3 separate regions of the Mus musculus genome follow, and regions 2 and 3 are each linked to region 1. The links are chromatin contacts, called in public HiChIP or PLAC-seq and promoter capture Hi-C maps. All regions are on one chromosome and are shown on one strand. Each heading gives the region's core, a stretch centred on a gene start, on an enhancer-like site or on the middle of the called end of the contact. The rest is flanking DNA. Distances are from core to core; before and after follow the strand shown. Region 1 holds the start of Abi2 (abl-interactor 2). Region 2 holds the start of 2310016D23Rik (a long non-coding RNA gene). Region 3 holds the start of Cd28 (CD28 antigen).

Region 1 (3,675 bases), core at 836-3,335:
AGTCCTGGCTTTCCGGAGAGACATTCCTTGCAAACAACTCTCCCCTGCCATGTTGGAACTAACATCTTGTGACAACAGATAAAAAGAGACCTTTTAACATTTATTAACTCAGCAGGCAACTAGCTTCAACCAATCTAAAAGATGAGCTTGTTGAAAGGCCCCTCTGATTTTGATGTATCTGCTTCTCTGATGTACCCACCAGTGTATTTTAAAATTGCTTCCATTTACAACTTTTATTCTGTAAAACTACAAAAACATGATGAAACTCTTTCCACGCTGGAACATGGAATTTGAGGTAGCCTAAAGTCTGTGTTTCCTGGCCAAAGTCACTCAAATGGCTCCAGAATAAACCCTCCCCTATTTCCTTTAAGATGAAAACTACAATTTTTACATTAACAAACTTTTAAAAACATTTTCTTGTTTATGTGTGTGTTTCTATCTGAGTGTATGGCACATGAGTGCAGGTACCAGTGAATGACAAGTCAGGGTGTTGTATCTCCTGCAGTGATTGTGAACAGCATGACACGGATGTTGGGAGCCAAACTCTGATCCGCTGGAAGAACAGTGTGTGCTCTCACGGCTGAACCATCTCTCCAGACCCATCAACACAGTTTTTTGATTTACTGGTTTGTATAAGAGTCTGATCTGATGTTTGTTTTCTTCACCTGTTTGTACCTCATTTCCTGAAACAAGTGCATGTGTCTATACATAACTATCCCCCTCCACACACTTTAGGCTTCTCTTCTTTTTCCACACATAGTTAAACTCAGCTACAAACCCCAGCTCTCCCTTTTGTTTTTAACAAGCTTCTCACACTTAGAACATTCACACTAAGACAGGTGTTTAAAGTGCTGAACAATAGATCCAGGTGGACCACATCATCATTTAAAAATACTGTTTTAGGCTCTGCGGCAAAAGCTCACGCATATTGGTAATGTATTTATCATAAAGCCAACGTAACAACACAGGGTTTACTCCACAAATATGTGAGCGAGTGCATTTGATTTTTTTCTAGGAATGTATAATCGTTCCCTCATCATCTGAAATTTGATCACAGGAGGCCAAGTGACAGCAAGAGCAATAAAAGTTGAAACCACAAATCCTAAACTCTAAACCCCTCTAAGATGGTGGGTGCCCTTTGGGTTTCCACAGAACTAACAAAGATTGTGGTCTTGATATCACAGAAGGTGTCAGTTTTATTTATTTTTTTCAAGTTTCACGGTGTGGGCCAATCATATTTATGAAAAAAGATTAGATATCTGGATAACAAGACCAGGATGAACGTCCTTGAATTTGTAGTACTTAATCTGAAAAAAACGCACGTTTGTCATTGTTCGTTTAATCTTATTCATGCTACAACCATGTGAATAAATAAAATAGTACCAGCAAAACCACCATCGAAATTTTAAAAAAAGTGAAGTGAGGAGGAGGCCCAGGCTGGGCAACCACAGCATGTGGCTGTAATTCCAGTCAGCCCGGTCTATACAGGAGACCATGCCAAGAAGAAAGAGAGGACAGGACAGGGGACGGAAGGGAGTGAATGAATGAATGAATGAATGAACGAACGAATAGGTTTGGGACTAGGTAACTGCAATTTGTAAAGAAGCCGATGAGGTTCAAGGTGGTATTTAGAGCTGCCTGGAAGTTCAGTGGCTCTGCCTGTTCGGATGAGGTGTTATCTTTCACAGAGCTTGTGAAGACACTGTGTCCTCTCCCTAGGCGAGCTTCCTCAGGCAGATGACCTCCGCAGGGTTCCGGCCCCGGGTGAAGTGCAGAGGTGAAGATGGGGGGCGGCGGCGTGAAGCAGCAGGGAGCAGAGGTGCATTCCCGCCCGGCTAACAAAGGCTGCTGAGGACTCCCAGACCCAGGAAGGCCGCGCGGGGCCGAAGGGTTAACCCAGAGCCCCGCTCCCGCGCGCATCCCGGCCCCCGCCCTCCCGTCGCTAGGAGACGCCGGAAGTGGGGGAGGGGCGGCGCGGGTGGGAATCTTTTTCGGGCGCTGGGGGCGGGTGGAGGGGAGCGCGCGTGCGCGCGCCCGTCGCCGCGGTGACCGTCCTCGCGGCCCGTCGGCTCGCGCCCCGCCTCCATTCCCCTCCGCCCCCTCCCTCGTCGCGCGCCGTAGGGTGTGTGTGGGGGGGTAGCCGCTCGCTCCTCCCGATTCCCGCCGCGTCCGCCGCTGCTCCTCCTCTCCCGGGCGTCGCGGCCGCTGCCTCTGCGGGCTGTATGAGGAGGAGTAGGAGGAGGAGGAGGAGGAAGAGAAGGATGTGAAGATGGCGGAGCTGCAGATGCTGCTGGAAGAGGAAATCCCGGGGGGCCGCCGGGCTCTCTTCGACAGCTACACGAATCTGGAGCGGGTGGCCGACTACTGCGAGAATAACTACATCCAGGTGCGATGCGACGCGGCCCCTCGCGCGGCTCGGCGCGGCAGGACGCGGGCTGTGAGGGGCGCGCGGGGCGATGGCGAGCGGGGGAGGCCGCGCGGTGCTCGGTCCAGGGAGCCGCGCCGGGGTAGGGACAGGGCGAGGGCGGCGGCTGCAGGGAGCGAGGGTCGCCACCAGGCCCCAGCAGCCCCGTGCGAGTGACCGGTGCGGTGCCGTGCGGTGCGTGGCGTCCCGCCCCCTCGCCTCTGCCCCGTCGCCCCCGCAGTCCTCTCCTGTCAGTGTTCCGGATGGCGGGGGAGGTGGCGAGTGGCGTTTTCTGTCTAACGGGATCTTGCTCGATGGCAGGCTTGTGTGACAGAGGGATAGGTTACCCCCTGCCCAAATTCCGAGGGACCCCCTTTTTATTAAGGGGTCCTTTTTCTGCAAAGTGAAATGCCTCACTTCTCCATTCCTGCGAATGTACCCTGAAGACAAAACAAAAATTCTTAACCCTTAAGTTTAAACATTTTTAAAATGTAAAAGGGGCATGGTGGAACGGCTGTCTCTTATTGCAAGTTAATACCATTTTTTTTTTCTCCTCCCTGTGGAGAATGGGAAACTGATAATGAGCTGCCTTTCCTTCTCAGGTCTCGTTAGAATAGGTAATTTTCCTTTGGGGAAAAAAGAACTATGACTATTTTCACAAAGAATTAGGGAAACGAACCACATGGTTTAGTTTTTTTCCCATGATGATTGGTTTGGCCCAGGGACTTCAGTGTATGTGTGTGTAGGAAGGTGAGAAGTGTGTGTGGGGCGGGGCATTGGTGAGATGAGAACCAGCTGGTCATGGGATAAATGTAAAAATTTTGTGAAGCAACACTTTAAAAATTAACTCATGGTATGCAAATCCAGTATCTCTTGTTTTCCGTAGGGCTTATACTGAATTACAGGTTGTGTCTACATTTTTTTTACTCCCGTTTAAATTCTTTGGATAAAATGGAATGGAAGCGTGATGCTTAAACTGTTAGCTGTATTTTAATGTTCTTGTCCCTACTCCCGTCCCTGCAGATATCCTTAACAGCAGTTGTATTGAAAACATTCTCAAATCTGAGTATGAATTGGAAAAAAAAAAAAAACCCCAAAAAACCAAAACAAAAAAACCCAGATGCTGCAATTTATAGGATCTTAAGTTTTTTGAGGACCACATTGTTAGTCAAAGACAATGTGCTTAGATTTTATTTGGTTATACACACACTGAACTCTACTATTATGTTGTAAACATTTGTATTGAGAATGAATCAGACATAATTGAATCT
Region 2 (3,675 bases), core at 609-3,108, 370 kb after region 1:
CATCTGACATTCTGAAAGTAGGGTGTGTGTGTGGTTTTTGTTTTTGTTTTTGTTTTTTTTTTGAATCATAGGTTTATGGTTCTTAAAACTGTAGACTACTGTCCAGAGCAGTATGTGAAACACTAGCTTAAGTGCCTTTTGCTCATTTCAGGGTTGACATTGGACCCAATGCTTGAAACTACTTGCATTGAAAGTCTGTGTGTCCAAGAATATGTCAGACTTTCTGAGCTGACCTCACTCTTGGGGCAAAATCAAGGATCAGAATGTGTGCTTCCCAAAGGCCATGCCCTATGCCATTTGCCCACTTAAACTCTGCGAAAGGATTGGAAAGGCTACAAACTCAAGGGGATAAAAAGTTGTAAAGGATAGCCTGGATTTCACTCATACTTCATTATGTAAAGGCATCTCAATGACAGATAATCTCCTTTGTCTCCAAAGGGCAAGCTGTGAACTGGGTGGAAATGTCAGTTGAGACAGAAGAGCAGCAAACAGCTCTGTTTTCCTATAGTTGTGGTTTTGCATGGTGACGATGACACATGAAGATGAGAACAGGTAGCATGAACTCCAGTCATTATCTGAGTGAACATCTCTGCCAACGCTGAAGGATATGTGTGGGTGTCACCTGCAAGCACAGAGATGGGGAGGGAGGGAGGGAGGGAGAGAGGGAGGAAGGGAGGGAGGGAGGGGGAGGGAAGAAGAGAGAGAGATGAACAAAAGGTTTATTTATGAAGTTTACATTTGATTTCCTTTCCCTTGATAACTTCCTCATCTGAGTTTAGTGTCTAGACTAAATTGATGTACATTTGGTGACTGAGGAAGAGGGTCAGAAAGGTGGGTTTGAATTAGCATCAGCAAAGTTAGCCAGATTCATACAGACTTTTTTTTTCAATTTCTTATGCACACACTGAGCATTCGATACGTTGGCATCCAAAGTGAGGGTTTTTGCTAACGTCTGGGAACCAGTGATATAGATGATATGAAGCAAGACTAGCTGGAGGTTGTCATGGGGATGCTTTTTCATTCCAAACAGGGTGCAACTCATGTTTCATTTGCTTTGTGCCTCTCTGTCCTGTCTTCTTCTTCATTCATCCAACAACATTTTGATGACCGTCTTCCCAGCTCTGAAAAGCGGACTGGGTACAGGAGAAACGATAGAGCAACGCTGTTGTCCTTATCTCTGCGTGGACCAATCAGAGTGTATTTTACAACCCTTCACCTCCTTCTATTCACCTTAAGGCACCTACTTAGTCCTGACTGTAGAACTTAGACATTGTGTATCTACTGTTACTCTGGTGACTGTATAGTTTCTTGTAGCTACTGCAGTCTGTCACTGTAGACAAACAACTGAGATTAGCTGTATTTCAGCAAGCTTTTACTTATGGATATTGGTATTTGATTCTCCTTTAATTTTCTTGCCAGATATTGTGATTCCTCTGATTGCTGCACCATCACCCTAGCCGTATGTACACATACAATCCATTCTTCAGCTCATGGCCTGTGCAGTGTCAGACAGTGGCTAGACTTGGCCTGTAGGCCGCAGTTTGCTGACCTCTGAGACAGAACCAAGGCACCACTTTTAAGCTTTGAGCTTGTCTTTGAACGCCAGACACCATCTAGAAGGGATCAGTCTGGGTGCATGTAAAGACCTCTTGGGAGTGTGAGTGTCCAAGTAACTTTATTTAAAAAAAAAAAAAAAGGCAAGGATTTGCAGAGAATGAGGGAGAGACTTTATCCAAGAGAGAGCTATCCTGGGGAGGAGAAACAGGAAACTAAAAGCAAAGGGGACGAGAATTTCAAGATGACAGCATCCTCGGGAAATTAGTGCTAAAAGCCCAATGATTACTGTTACATTTTCTTTGCTCTTTTCCCTCTCGTCCAACCATCAAATCCATGCAATCTCCAAGGAAACAAAATAAATTTTTATTCACAGTGGGGGTGGGGGGGTATGGCCCGTGTCCAAGGTAATGAAAAAGACGAATTACCCTGCAAATCCTTCCAAATGGACCACACTCAGCTCCAGTGTGGAGTGGGTGGAGCAGAGACCAGAAGCAGCTGTCTCAGGACTGGCCTCCTACCACTTTCCATGACTTTTTCAAATCTAAATTTAGCTACTATTTATAGGTGACCAGGAGAGCACACCCTCACCCGCACCCGCAACCCCTGCTGCTGCCCACTGGAAGGGCAAACTAAAGCTTGGCATTTCACAGGTAGGCGTGAAAGTCAGCTTTATACAGATCATAGACACTGACCCGGCCTTTGTCATCCCTTATCGCTGCTCCACCCTGTTTGTCTACAGCTGCTGGTTACACCCAAGGTACAAATAGTTCTTTCTGGAAACAGCCTGTGGGGGCACTCTGAGCCATACACTCATTCATTCTATCTGGGCATTTTAGAAATAGGGTAAGATTTAGCTTCATTTGTGCAGCCAAGAATAGGAAATTGCTCCCCAAAAGGTCAGATGCCTAAGATTTAATATGCAAGCAGCCTGTAATACCTAAGATTTAATATGCAAGCAGCCTGTAATACCTAAGATTTAATATGCAAACAGCCTGTAATACCAGGAGCAGGCACACCTCTCTCAGAATGGTGTATCCTGCAAAGCCAGGATACACTAATGTGTTCAAGTTACAGTCTGGGTGAACAGCCTTAGGACCTCCAAGACTTTTCTTATATAGTGTGTAGGACTGCTGTGTAGGTTATTCACTCAGTTCCTTCCCAGGGCCTCTACAGAGGCCATAAGAAAGACTTAAATCTGCTCAGCCTCCTCTTGAAGCTGTGACAGGAGAGTACTTATCTTGTGGAGCCTACTTCGATCTTTCTGCCGCTTGGTTACTAGCTTTATAGGGAGAGACATATTCTCAGTCTCAAAAGGAAGCAACCTAGGATGAAAACCACTGAGAACAAAACAGGAAGAGAGGTCCCAGCTCCTACAAGCACCTCTCTCCTGTTTGTTTGTTTGTTTGTTTTAACCTTCATTGCCCCTCAAATCTGGCCTCTTTCAGTAGGTTGTTTGTTTCGTGAATTAAGGTTAGTAATGCAAAAGTAAACTTCCAGGTTTAGAGCTCAGGGGGAAATTATGACTTATTGTGCCCCGTAGAATACTAAGTTTGGGGCTAATTCTTGTCTTTGCCCTTGAACCTTCTGGTGGGACAACGGCAGATTGTCTCTAGTTTCTACTCACTACTATATGAAAGGATTAGACAAAGGGACTTCTGTGTAGATGTCTTGTACTTTTTATATCCCACATTACAACTGTTTTATTTTTTCATATTATAGCTTTTATATACATGTGTATTTTTTGAGGTTTTTGTCAGCTGGGAATATTTGAAAAAGCCTACAATTTCTTGTACACATTATCTCCACTAGTTAAAAATTATGTGTCACTTTTTCTTAAATAAATAGTGAAATACTTGTGGATTTAAGGTAGAAATATTTATTTATATGGGCTTTCTTGTGTGAATTTAATTTGAAAATCACCTTCATGTAATAGCATGAAAAATTTCATTGTTTTTTTAAAGATAGACATTTCTCTAATAATAATAATAATAATAATAATAATAATAATACTTGATAGTATAAATCTAGTGATTTCTGAATTCTTCATAGTATATTAAATCTTGAGTATAATATATTGGTGCTTAAAACCTTTTAACTGAGTGAACAAACAGGTGGATA
Region 3 (3,675 bases), core at 450-2,949, 340 kb after region 1:
TTTGCTGATGTCTAGTTTCTTGAGTTCTTTAAATATTTTGGATGTTAGCCCTCTGTCAGATGTGAATTTTGTGAAAATCTTTTTCTATTCTGTATACTGCCATTGAGAGAGAAGTCAGCTACACAAAGACAAGTATCACATAATTTCATCCAATTGAAGATAAAAAAACAAACAAACAAACCAAAACAAAACAAAAAAACATTCATTGCCTAGAATCAGAGAGTAGAATCGGGTATTATGGTCCACATCTATAATACTAGCATTTAAGAGGTTGTGTCAAGAGGATTACAAGTTTGAGGCCAGCCTGATCTACAGAGCGAGTTCCAGGACAGCCAGGACTACACAAAGAAACCCTGTCTCGAAAAATAAAATATGTATATATGCCTATAAAACATCATATGGTATTTGACTGATACGTTTAATATTTAAGTTTTATATACCAGCTAAAATGTAATAAAAATATTTATATCATATATGGATGCCTTAGAAATTAACAATTGATAACATATCTATTGAAAACTATAAACAAAACAACATGGAAAGTAATGGCTCAAATATTAAGTATTTTTATAATTCGGTAAGAATATAGGTAAACCTTGACTTTATGCTTATATTTTTTTCTAAATTTTTTTACGTATGCAATATAGCTCACTTTTGTATTCAGAATAAAAAATATAAATCATTCTTTTAAATATACACAAAATCACAAATGAGGCTGGTTTCACAAAGCTCAGATTATCAGAAAAGAAAGAAAAAAAATCACCAAGAAAGTTTTGAGAAAGCTAATGTGTATGAGATACATATAACCACAAACTCCGATGATTATAGCTTCTATAAGAGTCAGACTATCAGGGAAGCTGTTGAGTACAGATGCTGACCAGGGGGATCCAGGATGGCTCTAGAAGAGGAATGTGGAGCTGGCCATGCTGGTGGGCTAGCCCTGTCTACAGAAGGCCCAGGAGTTGGGGAGAGGTGTGGAGAGCTGGTTACAAAGGCCCCGGGTGTCTCTGTGGTGAATCTTCCAATGGTCTGCTGTTTGAAATGTTTCTTTGAGGGACATAGGGAACATGAGGTAGCAAGGGTGTTTCGTTTACCTCCTGTTTCCCTAAGAAAATATGGTGTTTTTATGACTTCCTCTTTGCTCTGGAAATTTCTGCAGCTGCTCAGATGCCTGGGTGCTTGCCAAGTGTGTACTTGGAAGCGGTTTTCAAAATTGGTAGAAGTGAGTTATACATACACTCCATAGGATCGCCTTAAGATTATTTCAAACTTCAATCTCATAACGTTTATGCAGAATTTAAACACGTGCATAGAAATCTCTCAGCTTCCCACACAGCCTTGTATTTTGGATTCGTCTGTAAGAGTTTGTCTTCTGAGAGAGGTTTTTCTCTCTTCTTTAGAATGCCTTGTTTGTCTGCTTTTGTTGTTGCTGGGCCCTAAGCGCCCACATTTCACAGCTCCGATGCTCATCAGCATGACTCTCCTGAGCACATTATCTGGTGGTGGCTGACACTCTCTTCAGTACCCCCCCCCCCCGCCTCCCAAAAAAGAAAAAAGAAAAAAAGGACTGGTTGCTAAAAGAAGTAAAAGTCAAGTCATCAAAAACAATGTAATATCCTGTGTGAAAGTCACGAAGCCTTGTGGTTTGAGTCCCTTGATCATGTGCCCTGTAAAGTGGCCCTGGATGGCAGAGAGTCATAGACCTTGGCAGATGTGACTTCAGTTCACACCACACTCTGCCTTGCTCACAGAGGAGGGGCTGCAGCCCTGGCCCTCATCAGAACAATGACACTCAGGCTGCTGTTCTTGGCTCTCAACTTCTTCTCAGTTCAAGTAACAGGTAAGCAATTTTGATACCATTTTTCCCCCTGTTTTCATTTGTGTTCTCATGACCAGCATGGTTTATTTTAAAACTGTAGTGACCTGTGAAACTTGAATGCATTTAGAGTTTTGTGCTAATTTGACAAGCTACTATTTAGAAACTAGCTAATTCTCATAATACAGCAAATAGAACTTTAACACAAGTTCTTTGGGAAGAAGTAACATTTTATTTAACAACTAGTCCCAAGAACTTTTATATTCAGAATTTTATTTATTGTTTTGTTTTGAGATAGGGTTTCTCTGTATAGCCCTGGCTGTCCTGGAACTCACTTTGTAGACCAGGCTGTCCTCGAATTCAGAGATTTAACTGCCTCTGCCTCCTGAGTACAAGGATTAAAGGCATGTGACACCACCGCCCAGTCAGGATTCTACTTTTTACATCCTATAAAACTGTGATAAGTAAGAGAGTAGGTAAATTCTAGAGGTCTTGGATTAGATTGCCTGGGCTCATATCTCAATTCTCCCTAGTGGCGTTTGGAGCAGGATTTACTACCTAAATCTCTGTAAAACGGGACCCTAAATGAGCATCACCTCAATTTCATTGTGAGATAAAATGAAATAGACATTGTGGAGGTCTTAGTTCAGGCTTGAGCAGTAAACATGGTGTTCATGTAAGTAGTATGTCTACCTGAATTCAGCGAGTGCCAAGAAGAATCCTGAAGTAAGCACAAAAGCTGGTATAGACACCAGTAAGTTTCCTTTTACTGTTGGTTGAAATATGTTTATTTAGGTTAAAATCCTTCAAGTTCCCAATAGCAATGGCAAGGAGGCTATATATTTATCAATTAGAAAGTTCTTACCCTAAACAACCTTTGGTTCTCATGAGTAAGAGCTATTTATTGTCATAAACTCCATTCCAAATGAAGAGACCATTGGAAGGAGGCCATCTATTGAAGAGAATGTTCAATAATTTCTCCAGAGGATGCAGGTCTCCAGTATTTGGCAACACATATTTACAGCTAAAGAATCTTTAAAATTTATGTTTAAAGGTTTCTGTATATCATGTTTAAGGGATCTTAACTTTCTTTTAAAGGAATACTTAAGACACCTTAATTTACTAGATAGTAAAGCCTTACCCTTGTTGAAAGTCATGCAACATTAGTGATTTTACACAGAATGCTTTTCTGATGCCCTCTGTGGACAGCCATTTGTTATAAACTCATGTATTTTCTTTGGAAACTTTTTGGGTTGGACTCAAAGCTTTGTATGTTTCACTGTTTAGAATCTTTACAGGGGTTAGCTAAAAGAGAAGTTGGCAAGTTCACATGTGTGCAGGTCGTTAGTTTTATTTACCTTAAGATAGGTTTTGCTTCATAGATACCAATACATTTTCCTACTACGTCTTAGGATTTGATGCCAAGCAGCCATTGAAAAAGTAGGATGGGGTAGAGGTAGGAAGCTGAAGAGAAAGAAGTTAAAAGGAAAGGAAGATAATTGCAAATGCAAAGATGTGTGACCCATGGAAAAGGATGTGAAGCCTTTTGTATGCTTTTCATTTCTCTCTTCATGTCCACCATCTCACACAAGGAAACTCCCTGGTCAAATGTTACTGTCTTGGGCTGGGGATGTAGTACAGTTGGCATAGCACTTATCTATCGTACATGAAACCCTGGGTTTGATCACAGCACAGCATAAAACAGGCATGGTAGCACATTCCTATAATCCAGTAGAGGCAGGAGAATCAGAATGATCAAAGTTATCCTTGGCTACATAACAAGTATGAGGCTAACCTGGGCTACATGAGACATGTAACTGCATTAAAATGTGCCTGTGTGTTAGGGGCAGGTCTTTAGA

The links. Promoter capture Hi-C pulls out the DNA fragments that hold promoters and counts their contacts. HiChIP or PLAC-seq counts read pairs in DNA pulled down with a chosen protein or histone mark.
Region 2: a contact with region 1 is called in a promoter capture Hi-C map of stem cell-derived epiblast-like cells, with 12 times the contacts expected there. The contact joins the promoter of 2310016D23Rik here to the promoter of Abi2 in region 1. A contact is called at or near these places in 13 of 39 promoter capture datasets (the 3T3-L1 cell line, 3T3-L1-derived adipocytes, cranial neural crest and 8 more), 3 of 115 datasets of contacts at active chromatin or transcription factors (double positive thymocytes, pancreatic cancer cells and regulatory T cell precursor) and 1 of 9 other capture datasets (adipose tissue).
Region 3: an H3K27ac HiChIP or PLAC-seq map of large pre-B cells shows a contact between it and region 1, with 2.6 times the contacts expected there. The contact joins the promoter of Cd28 here to the promoter of Abi2 in region 1. A contact is called at or near these places in 1 of 39 promoter capture datasets (liver), 5 of 115 datasets of contacts at active chromatin or transcription factors (bone marrow-derived macrophages, effector CD8 T cells, large pre-B cells and 2 more) and 1 of 9 other capture datasets (adipose tissue).

What each region holds. Positions count from the first base shown.
Region 1 is chr1:60,407,534-60,411,208 of GRCm38.p6, forward strand. Abi2 (abl-interactor 2) reads left to right here and starts at 2,086. Exons shown (of 12, transcript NM_001198570.1): 1 at 2,086-2,386. The coding sequence starts at 2,270.
Region 2 is chr1:60,776,603-60,780,277 of GRCm38.p6, forward strand. 2310016D23Rik (a long non-coding RNA gene) reads left to right here and starts at 1,859. Exons shown (of 3, transcript XR_865459.1): 1 at 1,859-2,314.
Region 3 is chr1:60,744,689-60,748,363 of GRCm38.p6, forward strand. It overlaps Cd28 (CD28 antigen), which reads left to right and starts at 1,700. Exons shown (of 4, transcript NM_007642.4): 1 at 1,700-1,840. The coding sequence starts at 1,786.